2 separate regions of the Sus scrofa genome follow, and region 1 is linked to region 2. A link is a contact called in public Hi-C data. All regions are on one chromosome and are shown on one strand. Each heading gives the region's core, a stretch centred on a gene start, on an enhancer-like site or on the middle of the called end of the contact. The rest is flanking DNA. Distances are from core to core; before and after follow the strand shown.

Region 1 (5,017 bases), core at 1,234-3,733, 250 kb before region 2:
ATTAAGCCATCCAGTTAGTGGTCATTTGTTATGGCAGCCCTAGGAAACGAATGCAAAGGGTAGTTAGGAGAAGGGGGTGTGGTGCTGGTGTCCACTGGGGGATTTCCAGCAGGAGTTTACAAGCAGGTAGAGTCATAGATACATGATGAGAGCTAGGCTCGTGTATTGCCTGATGGTCATGAAGAGGCATGGGGATTTCAGTGCTATGAAGAGGTTATGTGACATCTAGACAAGAGAGTCAGGATGACAAGTGCTCTCTTTCCATTCAGACAACTAATCCCTAAGCATTTCTACCTTTTGCTGACTGTCCATAAGTGCTCTACACAAGAAATGTCCCTCTCTCCTCAGTCTTGCCTAGTCACTCACTTGCCTAAATCACTGTATGAATTTCCCTCTGTGAAACTGACATGGAAGGCACACTCCTCCTTTTAGCCCTTCCTGTCACTGGTGTGGAGTGTTGCATGTGTTAGTGTATGTGTGTGAGTGCGTATATGTGTGTGTATAGAGTAATATCTTCCCAATTTTCCATTCTTAGGTATTAAAGGATAGAAGCAGAATCTGTCTCTGGTTTTCTTTTCTGGTAGAAAACTCCTGAAGTTATTTTCAAGGGCAACGCCCAAGGCATATGGAAGTTCCCAGGCTACGAGTCGAATCAGAACTGCAGCTGCTGGCCTACGCTGTAGCCACAGCAAAGCCAGATCCAAGCCACATCTGTGACCTATACCTCAGCTCTTGGCAACACAGGATCCTTAACCCACTGAGCGAGGCCAGGGATCGAACCTGTATCATAGTCGGATTTGTTACCATTAAGCCACAATAGGGAATCTTGGTGTTCTTTTCCCTGGCCAGCTGTGCTCCTGGTAGCTGCCAGTGCATTTTCCTCCACCAGAGCACTGTCTTTCTTTAATGTGCTGTTTCTAATCCATTGTGGCCTGGGAATCCAAATAACCCAGCTTGTTAGAATTGATCTTAATATAAGAGTAAATGCCCCCAAGCAAGCATCTGTGTCCCCCAGTGAGTTTCTTTGGGAATCTATTCTTCAAGTTAGGTGTTAGTTTTTGTGCATGGATAGCCCCAGTAATTTTTTTCTCCACTTCTGAACACTTAAATAGATCCAGCTGGCTGATGAGGTGCTTGACAGCATCCAGCCCATTCTCAGTAGGAATTGTTTTCTCCCCTTTACATTGTTTTTCATGCCCTCAGTAGGAATTGTTTTTCCCCCTTTACCTTATTTTCCGTGCCCTAAGTTATTTTTAAATATGTTATGCGTGGTTTTGTTTCATTTTAGGATATTGATGAGATATTATTAACTGGAGAACTAATTCCTTACTTTTAAAGCCTCCATCTTGGGGGGGGTTACCTTGGCCAAACTATGGATAATGATAATGTGCAGTTTGTTTTGGGCTGTTTAAGAGTTTGTGTTATTAATGACTGACACACAGCCACCATGTGTGTCAAAGCCAGGGTTAGCTAGAAAGGAAAAACTGTATGAGAATAACCTGATTGTGCCAAGAGGTCATATTTTAAACATACACTCAGCCCTCCGGAACCGTGATTTCCACATCTGTAGTCGGCCAACCAGAATCTGTGGAGATGGAGCCCACTGCTACAGCATTTTATGTAAGGGACTTGGGCATCTGCAGAGGTCCTGGAACCAATCTGCCCATGGGTGTGGAGGCCAACTGAACTGTCCTTAGCAGCAGCAGAAGTCATGGGAGAGGAGCCGGTGTTTCCTAGGATGCATTGTTTATAAGTCAGGTTGCAGAATGTTTTTAAATCGTGGGATGACATTTAAGTCAAAATGATAAGAGTAGGAATTTTGACGTCAGAATCAGTGAGGTATTTGGATAATCATCATTTGATTTTAGAAATGTTTTGAAGTGGACCCCGTTTCTCCTATGTCCTTTCCCCATCATCCTACGCTTCTCAACAGCATGAAGTGCAAACTCTCGTTGTGAGAGTGAACGGTGAGGGGCAGAAAATGCATGTAAAAGTCCCCAAAGCTCAGTGTAAATAGTCACAGCCTTTAAAAATAACGCAGGTTTAAGAAAATGAGAGCCTCTATAAATCACTGGAAAGCTCGATGATGATTCTAACTGCAGATGGGCTTTTAAACAAGTGAGTTTGCTGCTGCTTCGCAACTCCCAATTGGATATTAAAAAAAAAAAGGCTCTTTCTCAATTTCCTGTTCTTGTGCCTTATTAAAATCATTCTGTTGCTCTGACCCCCGCCCCTGTTTCTTTCTTCTTTTCACATCTGTGTTTATTCGGGGAGGATGTTACCCACAGTTCCCGGCCATGAAGAATGCATGAAAGTCATGAGGATGAGATGGTGACCCAGCTACAGCGTGTGTGAAATGAGTGATGGGAAGAGAGAGAGAGAGGGAGAGAGCAAGCCGTGGTGCAGGGTTATGAGTTGTACAGTTATTTCTAGCTTTGAATTGTTTCCAAATCTCATACATTCACAGACAGCCTCGCCAAAGCCCACAGCTGTCATGCATTTTCAACAGATTCCACAGGGCCTAGATGAGGTTTGAAGGCATTCCTTTGCTCTTACACATTAGCTAAAAGGAATTACCGTAACATCTGATATTGTGGAAGTGGGATATTTGCCATCCTGACCTTGCCCAAAGCCGTCCGGAAATAGGGGTCCAAGAATGTATTATCTCATGCAGCCTCTAAAGGTCACTGGGGGCCCCTCAGAGGTTTTCCAACAAAACCCGAGCACCCAACATGCTCTGCATTTGGAGGAACTGTGCTGTTTTGTATGGACACGGTGGGCAGACACGTGTTCCCACTGCTATTTGGATGTTTGTCATAGGAAAGGCATGTTCCACTGGAGAAATTCCCAGCTGTCAGTAATGCACTGATACACCACAGCCAAATCATCTGAGGACGAGCCAAGTAAACAGGATGTTCACAATGTGTGTTATTGCATGTGTATGTAGCAAAACTTCTGCCCATTTCACAGCCTCATAATGGGATTGACACGCATTGCTTAATCTGCATCTGTCTGTTTAGGGTAGAAACACATAAACACCAATGAAACAATGTGTTAGAAAGCCCTTTCTTTGGCTATATGGGCTGTTGATATGACGGGATGAAATCTGTATAAATTGGGAATGAAGGAATGAATGTCATGAGTTTACTTCCTGGGAAGTGACTTCAAGTCATCCAAATGCAGATTAGAGGAAATGATCAGATCATCAGTGGCTATTGTGAGTTAACAAAGGGGACTGAGTCTCCATGGCTATTTTTACAGACCACTGGAGTCATTCTTTCTTCTTGTAAGATACTCATTAGTTGAGTTATGTAAATAGATGTACGGAAACAGGTCAAAGTTATGTCATTGCCCTTTTCTGTTTGGAAATACTGCTGTTAACTGTTAGAGTCTAAGCATGTTCCTGAGGCAGCAATTAGGGAAAGGAGAGTGGGGAGTTCCTTCAGCATTCAGTGCAGAGTGGGTTCTCTGAAAAAGAACATTAAGTATCCTGTTAGGTATCATACTAACTTCTCTGGGTATGCAAATCCCCTTTACCCAAGTTGGTACATTTATTCATGATAATCACAGTGGGTAACATTTATTGCAAATTTCCTATTGGCCAGAACTGGGCTGAGTCTTTAAAATACATGAACTCTTTAAATTCTCACAAAACATAGAATGTTGATATTATTATTATTATTATTCCTCTTCTACAGATAAGGAAACTAGGGTTCAAGGAATTTAGTAGGCTTGCCTAAGAAGATAGAGCTAGTCAGACAGCAAGCTTGAAGCCAGGTCTGTTTGAATATAGAACACTTGCACTTAACCATAGTTCTGTGTATCTCTGCTTTATGTGAAATCTGATTCTGTCATAACACTGATGTTATGTTTTATTGAAACATGAATCCTTGTATCTTCTTCAACAGGCTTTATGTACAAAGATAATTTTGGTATTCTAGGTCTATTCATTTAGAAAACTTCACTAACCTAGCATGTTGAAGGTTTAGGACTAGGCTATGAAGCCTTGGTAATGATTTTTTTTTTCAATTTTGATCTTTTAATTATGGTTATTACACACTGCATTCAAAACTTATACCAAGATACACTAATTTAAGCCAAAATCACGTGTCAGGATGGAATCTTCTAAAAATTTTGACACTCTTTCAATAGTTTTTATGTGTTAAACATAGTGGAAAAAAGAGTTCTAAATGCATAGAATATGTGTGCTTATTTTGGTTTATGACAATTTTAAACACTTGTACTGTGATGTCTGGCAGAAGACAGTTCTACCTAATGGTTAGGACACGGGTTCTGGACTTTTATTACTTACTCTCTCTTGGGAAATTTAATTGATGTCCCTATGCCCATTTTCCCCTGATCTGTGCAATAGTGTATAGAGAAATAATAACTATTACCTCGTAGTATTGTAGTTAAGATGTGATGAGAGGATACGTGTAAAATGTGTGCCCTGTAAAAAGTATTCAACAATTTGCTCTGAAATGCCTTTTGGCATTTCCCTCATTGGTCTTTGTGTTATTTTTCTCCAGGGTCCTCATCGCAATCAGACATACTGGATTATGTTTATTAAATGTCGTCTCCCTGACACAGACCATAAGCTCTGTCAAAACAGGTATGTTTTGTTCTCTGCTATATTCTCATTTTCTGGAACAGTAGACGGTACCAGGTAGGCCCTCACAAATATCTGTTAAATGTATAGTAGCTATTATTCTTATTACTGTTAGCATCTGTTTCAGACTCAGATACCAGGCTTTAAAAAAATCCTCAAAATACTGGTTAGGTTTGCATAGTTACCAAGAGGCTTCAGATGTATTTGATTTGTAGCCATAAAATTTAATATTTTGTAGAAACATCAGAGCATATTGGGTTTAAAGTCTTTGTTTTTTTATAGTTTATCTACCTGTTTATTTTCTTTTTTATTTTTATTTTTTCCATTATTGTTGATTTACAGTGTTCTGAAAATTTCTACTCTACAGCAAAGTGACCCAGTCATACATACATACACACACACACACAC
Region 2 (4,789 bases), core at 1,387-3,886:
GGAGATCCTGCTGAATAGCATTGAGAACTATGTCTAGATACTCATGTCGCACAGAAGAAAGGGTGGGGGAAAAAACTGTAACTGCAATGTATACATCTAAGGATGACCTGACCCCCTTGCTGTACAGTGGGAAAATAATAAAAATAAATAAATAAATAAATAAATGACTATTTGCAAAAGATGTTATTAGAAACATCCACTGAAGCTTGAGAATTAGGACAATGGTGACATTTCAAAAAGATCTTTTCTTTGCCTTCATCTTTCAACTTAGTATAAAAACCATTTTCCTCATTCTATCAATTATATTCATTGTCTTAAATCCCTGCCACAAGACTCCACTTTCTCTAATCCCTGCTATTTAAATCTTATATGTCCTATATTTATGCATGCATTGTGTATAATACATTATTATAATTATGTCTTATACTTCTGTTGAAGACTAACACCTATTTTCCATCCAACTCAAACTTCTGCCATCATTCTAAGAAATTTCAATATTCAAATAAGCAACATATCCAAACTCTTGGTTTATTTACTTCTCAGCCATAAGCTCTGGAAAACCATAGCCAGGAAATTGTCATCACCTGAAATTATTTCCCTCATAAAATCCACAAATCAGATGCCTGTCAAAAGAAAGTCTCCATGGTTGTCTCACGTTTCTTTACATGTTGAAACTGACGTACTGATTGCCCTTTGATCTGAACTACCTTTAAAAAGAATTTTCTGGGTAAGAAAATTGCTTCAAAGACAGAAAGAGTCTCCCTCTAGAAAAAGGAGCATGTTTGCTTATAATCTTGAAAGATAGTGTCTGCCTCCAGAGCAAGGATCTCAGTATAATAAACATAATATCTTCTATCAGAGCAAAGGGTGAGCATGCTCACTGACCGTTATAAAAAATACGAATTCCCTAAACTCAACTTCCCTCTCCTGTTATCAATACACTGCATGTGCAGGTATCATCAGACCCTTTGTGATGCCCCATAGAAACTGGAGCCTGGAGAAATGGTACAAAATTGACAGTATGTATTCTGGCTAATTTTTTTTTCCTGTGAGTAATCAATCATCATTCATCTTGAAACTAAGAGTCTGTGTCTTCTATGTACATTCATAAAATTATGATACTTTAGGGTTAAATCTCAAATGTTTCACAGTTCTTGACATCCACTCTGTATACAGTCTCTTGAATATTCTTCCATCTTGCCTAGCAATCTTGCCTGCCTGTCATCTTACCTTTTTTTTTTCCACTCAACTTGCCTCAAGTGTAGAAGCCCTCTCTTGTCTTTATCAATTTCTAGTTAATACCTTGAACCACATTTCCTTTATATTCTTTCATTAACTGAACCTGAAAAAAAAATCCTAGTTTTCATGATTCCAAGTATCTGCTTTCTGTCTTCCTAAAACAGCCCACTGAGCACTGTGGATAAGGTGGGAGGTAAAACAGACAGTAGATTAGTATCAATATGACTTAATGATCAACAATGTCAAGTAGTTCCTCAATATTTTTCTAGTTATGTCTTTCTTAATTGGGGGGAGTATCTTTTAACCTCATCCCAGTCCCCTCAGCTCAGCATTATGTCTCAACTTTCTTAGGTCTTAGCAAATTATCTTTCCTTCTACTTCATAAAGAAGAGAGTAGCCATAAAATTGGATACACTTAAACTTTACATCACCAAATGTATGACGGATAAATGCATTTTGCATAAAATATCATTCATGAATATTTCTTATGAGAACACAGAAGTCCATGTTTGATTTAAATCAGTAAATGAATCCTAAAGATATCTAGTTCAATGGTTTTATTCCTGCTATTTATTAAATTTTGTCTCCTTAAGCAGTATAAATCTGTTGATTCAATAATGACTATTTTCTCTGCTTCCCTGAATTGGAAATAAACTACTGAGAAATGAGCTCTCTGCTTCTGATACAACAGTCTTGGTAGAGATGGAGCTATTGGAAAGCTTAACTTTCTCTAAAATGAAGGAGCTGGCAGGATAAAAGGAGGATAAAACTTTACATAAGAATTGTAATGGGATGAGACTGCTATAGTTGGCACTTTCTTATTTGAACAACGTCCTCCACTCCAACTTGACCCTTGAGAATTTCTCTGAACAGAAGCTTGGCAAATAAAAACAGTGAGAAGTCAAGACAACCAAGGAAAAAATCCTGGACTATAAACACATCCTGCACTGGAACCTGGGTAGGAAAATAAGAAGCATGGGTAGCAGTACAACATCTTTTTTGACTCAAAAATAGATTAGTTTCCCCTTTTTAAAAAATACGTACTTGATGTTAAATATAAAATAGACAGCTAACAAGGACAAACTATACAGCACAGTGAAATTTATTCAGTATTCTATAATAACCTATATAGGTAAAAAAATCTGAGATAGAATGGATATATGTATATGTATAACTGATCCACTTTGCTGTATACCTGAAACTAACATAATGTTGTAAGTCCACTATACTTCAATAAAGATTTTCAAAAATAAATAAATAAATATGTACTTGATGCTAAGAGTGCTCTTGATTATATCTAGCCACTTAAGTGGATGAGAGAGGGTTAAGGAAAGCTGTTTTTAATCTCTCTAGAAGCAATGCTGCCAAAACTCTATCTAAGGCCAATCTTGTCATGTGGTTTGTGGACCACATCCTGTTGTGCCATTAAGCAATCTTGCATGTGGTGCTATCCTTTCTGAATCTCTACATTCCTCTCTGAAAACTTAGCATCTCAATTTAAATATACTCAAGGCTATTGTGCACTGCTAGTTCAAGTGGCCTCCTTTTGGTCTTATTACTTTTTTTTTTTTTTTGGTCTTTTTGTATTTTAGGGACACACCTGTGGCTTATGGAGGTTCCCAGGCTAGGGGTCCAATCAGAGCTGCAGCTGCTGGCCTACACCAGAGCCACAGCAACGTGGGATCCGAGCCATGTCTGCGACCTACACTACAGCTCATGGCAACACTGGTTCCTTAACCCACTGAGCAAGGTCAGGGATCGAACCCACGTCCTTGTGGATGCTAGTTGGGTTCGCTAACCTCTGGGCCAAGATGGGAACGCCTGGTCTGTCTTTCTTGATCTCATTATACTTAAGATAGTGGACTACTCATCTTTCTTATACAATTTTTCTTTGGCTTCTATAAACTGCATTTTCCATTTTTTTCTCCTTTTTTCTTCCTTATTCCTTGTCTTTTTCTCCAGTACTTCCTCCTTGAATAAGAGTTAAACCCTGGAGTTCCTCAGGACTCGCTTCTAGGTACTTTTCTTATGCTATAATAGACTGTCTCTAATTAGATTATATAATCTACTTTGAGAAATTTAAAATGAGCCTTTATACCAATAGCTCCAAAATCTTAATTTCTACTATGGGACCTCTCTTCCAATTTTCAGGATGTCATATCCCAGAGTCTATTGAGTTTATCTATATCACAAACAAAGATGTACAAATAAATCTTAGTTACTCATCTTAGTCTCTATAACTCACTCAAACACTTGTACGTTTTAGGTTTGTATGTGAAGATTTTTATTATAAATTAAAATTTTGAAAATGATAATTTTTAGAGTTTTATAAAGAGTTACATGTAAAAACATTATTGCTAATTTCTGTTTGTGGTCATAGGGAGTAACATGTATCAGCTTACTTTTGAGCAAATAACTATAAATCTTGGCAAAATATATGAAGCAACTGTTTTTAAGCACTGGACTCCAAACAGCTCAGGACTGTGATCCTTAAAAGAAAGGGAACATATAAAGTGACCTCCAAGTTCATGTTGGCTTTCTGCCTGGGATCATTTTCCAAGCCACAGCAGAGGTAATTGCAACAAAAGAGTGGTTGTTCCTCCGAGCAAAGAAAAGAGTGAATAGTGTTTGGGTTTACTTAAGTGATTGGAGTTATCATTAGGCTTATTATTATAAACAAAATAACATGAAGTCAAACAAAAATAATATATTGTAGTATTTGATATATCATATTAAACAAATAAAACATTATTAGAAATGCATCTCTAATGATATACTTTCAAAAGTTATTTACTTCAATTATTTCTTAACCTATTGATGAATATTACCTATGGTAGAGTTGTTCCACTTCCTAGTTTTAAATTTCATAAGCAATAGGTTTTTAATAAATGATTTTTATCAAGTTGAAGAAGTTGCCTCCTATTTCTAATTTACAAAGATTTATTTTAATTTTAGGCAAGTTTTTACATTATTGTCAATTTTTTGTATTTATTGATATACAAAAAATAATCTGTTAATGTTAATCTGTTAAAATAATCTGTTAATGTTAATATGGAGCTCTCTTTACACACCTGGGATAAACTGAACTCATCCGTAATTTTTATTTTTCTATGCTGCTATAAAGAAACTTGATATTTTGCTTAGGATTTTTTTTTTTTTTTTTTGTCTTTTTAGGGCTGCACCTGTGGCATATGGAGGTTCGCAGGCTAGGGGTCAAATTGGAGCTGAAGTTGCTGGCCTATGCCACAGCCACAGCAATGCAGGATGCAAGCTGCATCTGCTACCTACACCACAGCTCAGGGCAATGCCAGGTCCTTAACCCACTGAGCAAGGCCAGCGATCGAACTCACATCCTCATGGATACTAGTCAGGTTAGTTAACTGCTGAGCCAATCCTTGTTTAGGATTTCTTCATATACAGTTATTAGGTAAACAGGTCTGTAAACCTCTTGTATTATCATTTTCTGACTATTTTAAAAATTATAACTGACCTCTTAGAATAAGTTGAGCTGTATTTCCTCTTTCATAATCCATTAAAGAGTTTACATAAT

Evidence for each region. A called contact is a pair of places that touch in the nucleus more often than the background predicts.
Region 1: a contact with region 2 is called in a Hi-C map of embryonic fibroblasts, with 2.5 times the contacts expected there. The contact joins two enhancer-like sites. A contact is called at or near these places in 3 of 47 Hi-C or Micro-C datasets (alveolar macrophages, embryonic fibroblasts and fetal heart ventricle) and 1 of 2 datasets of contacts at active chromatin or transcription factors (skeletal muscle).

Annotation. Positions count from the first base shown.
Region 1 is chr8:100,521,892-100,526,908 of Sscrofa11.1, reverse strand. It overlaps a transcript of SPRY1 not described here. Among named protein-coding and RNA genes, the nearest start is that of SPRY1, 340 kb to the left of the region's middle. Within about 2 kb of position 2,483, at least 32 of the 83 cell types and tissues checked have an H3K27ac peak or open chromatin away from gene starts, as enhancers often do. A contact at or near this core is called in embryonic fibroblasts, where this site is marked.
Region 2 is chr8:100,273,383-100,278,171 of Sscrofa11.1, reverse strand. No RefSeq gene overlaps it. Among named protein-coding and RNA genes, the nearest start is that of ANKRD50, 490 kb to the right of the region's middle. Within about 2 kb of position 2,636, at least 4 of the 83 cell types and tissues checked have an H3K27ac peak or open chromatin away from gene starts, as enhancers often do. A contact at or near this core is called in embryonic fibroblasts, where this site is marked.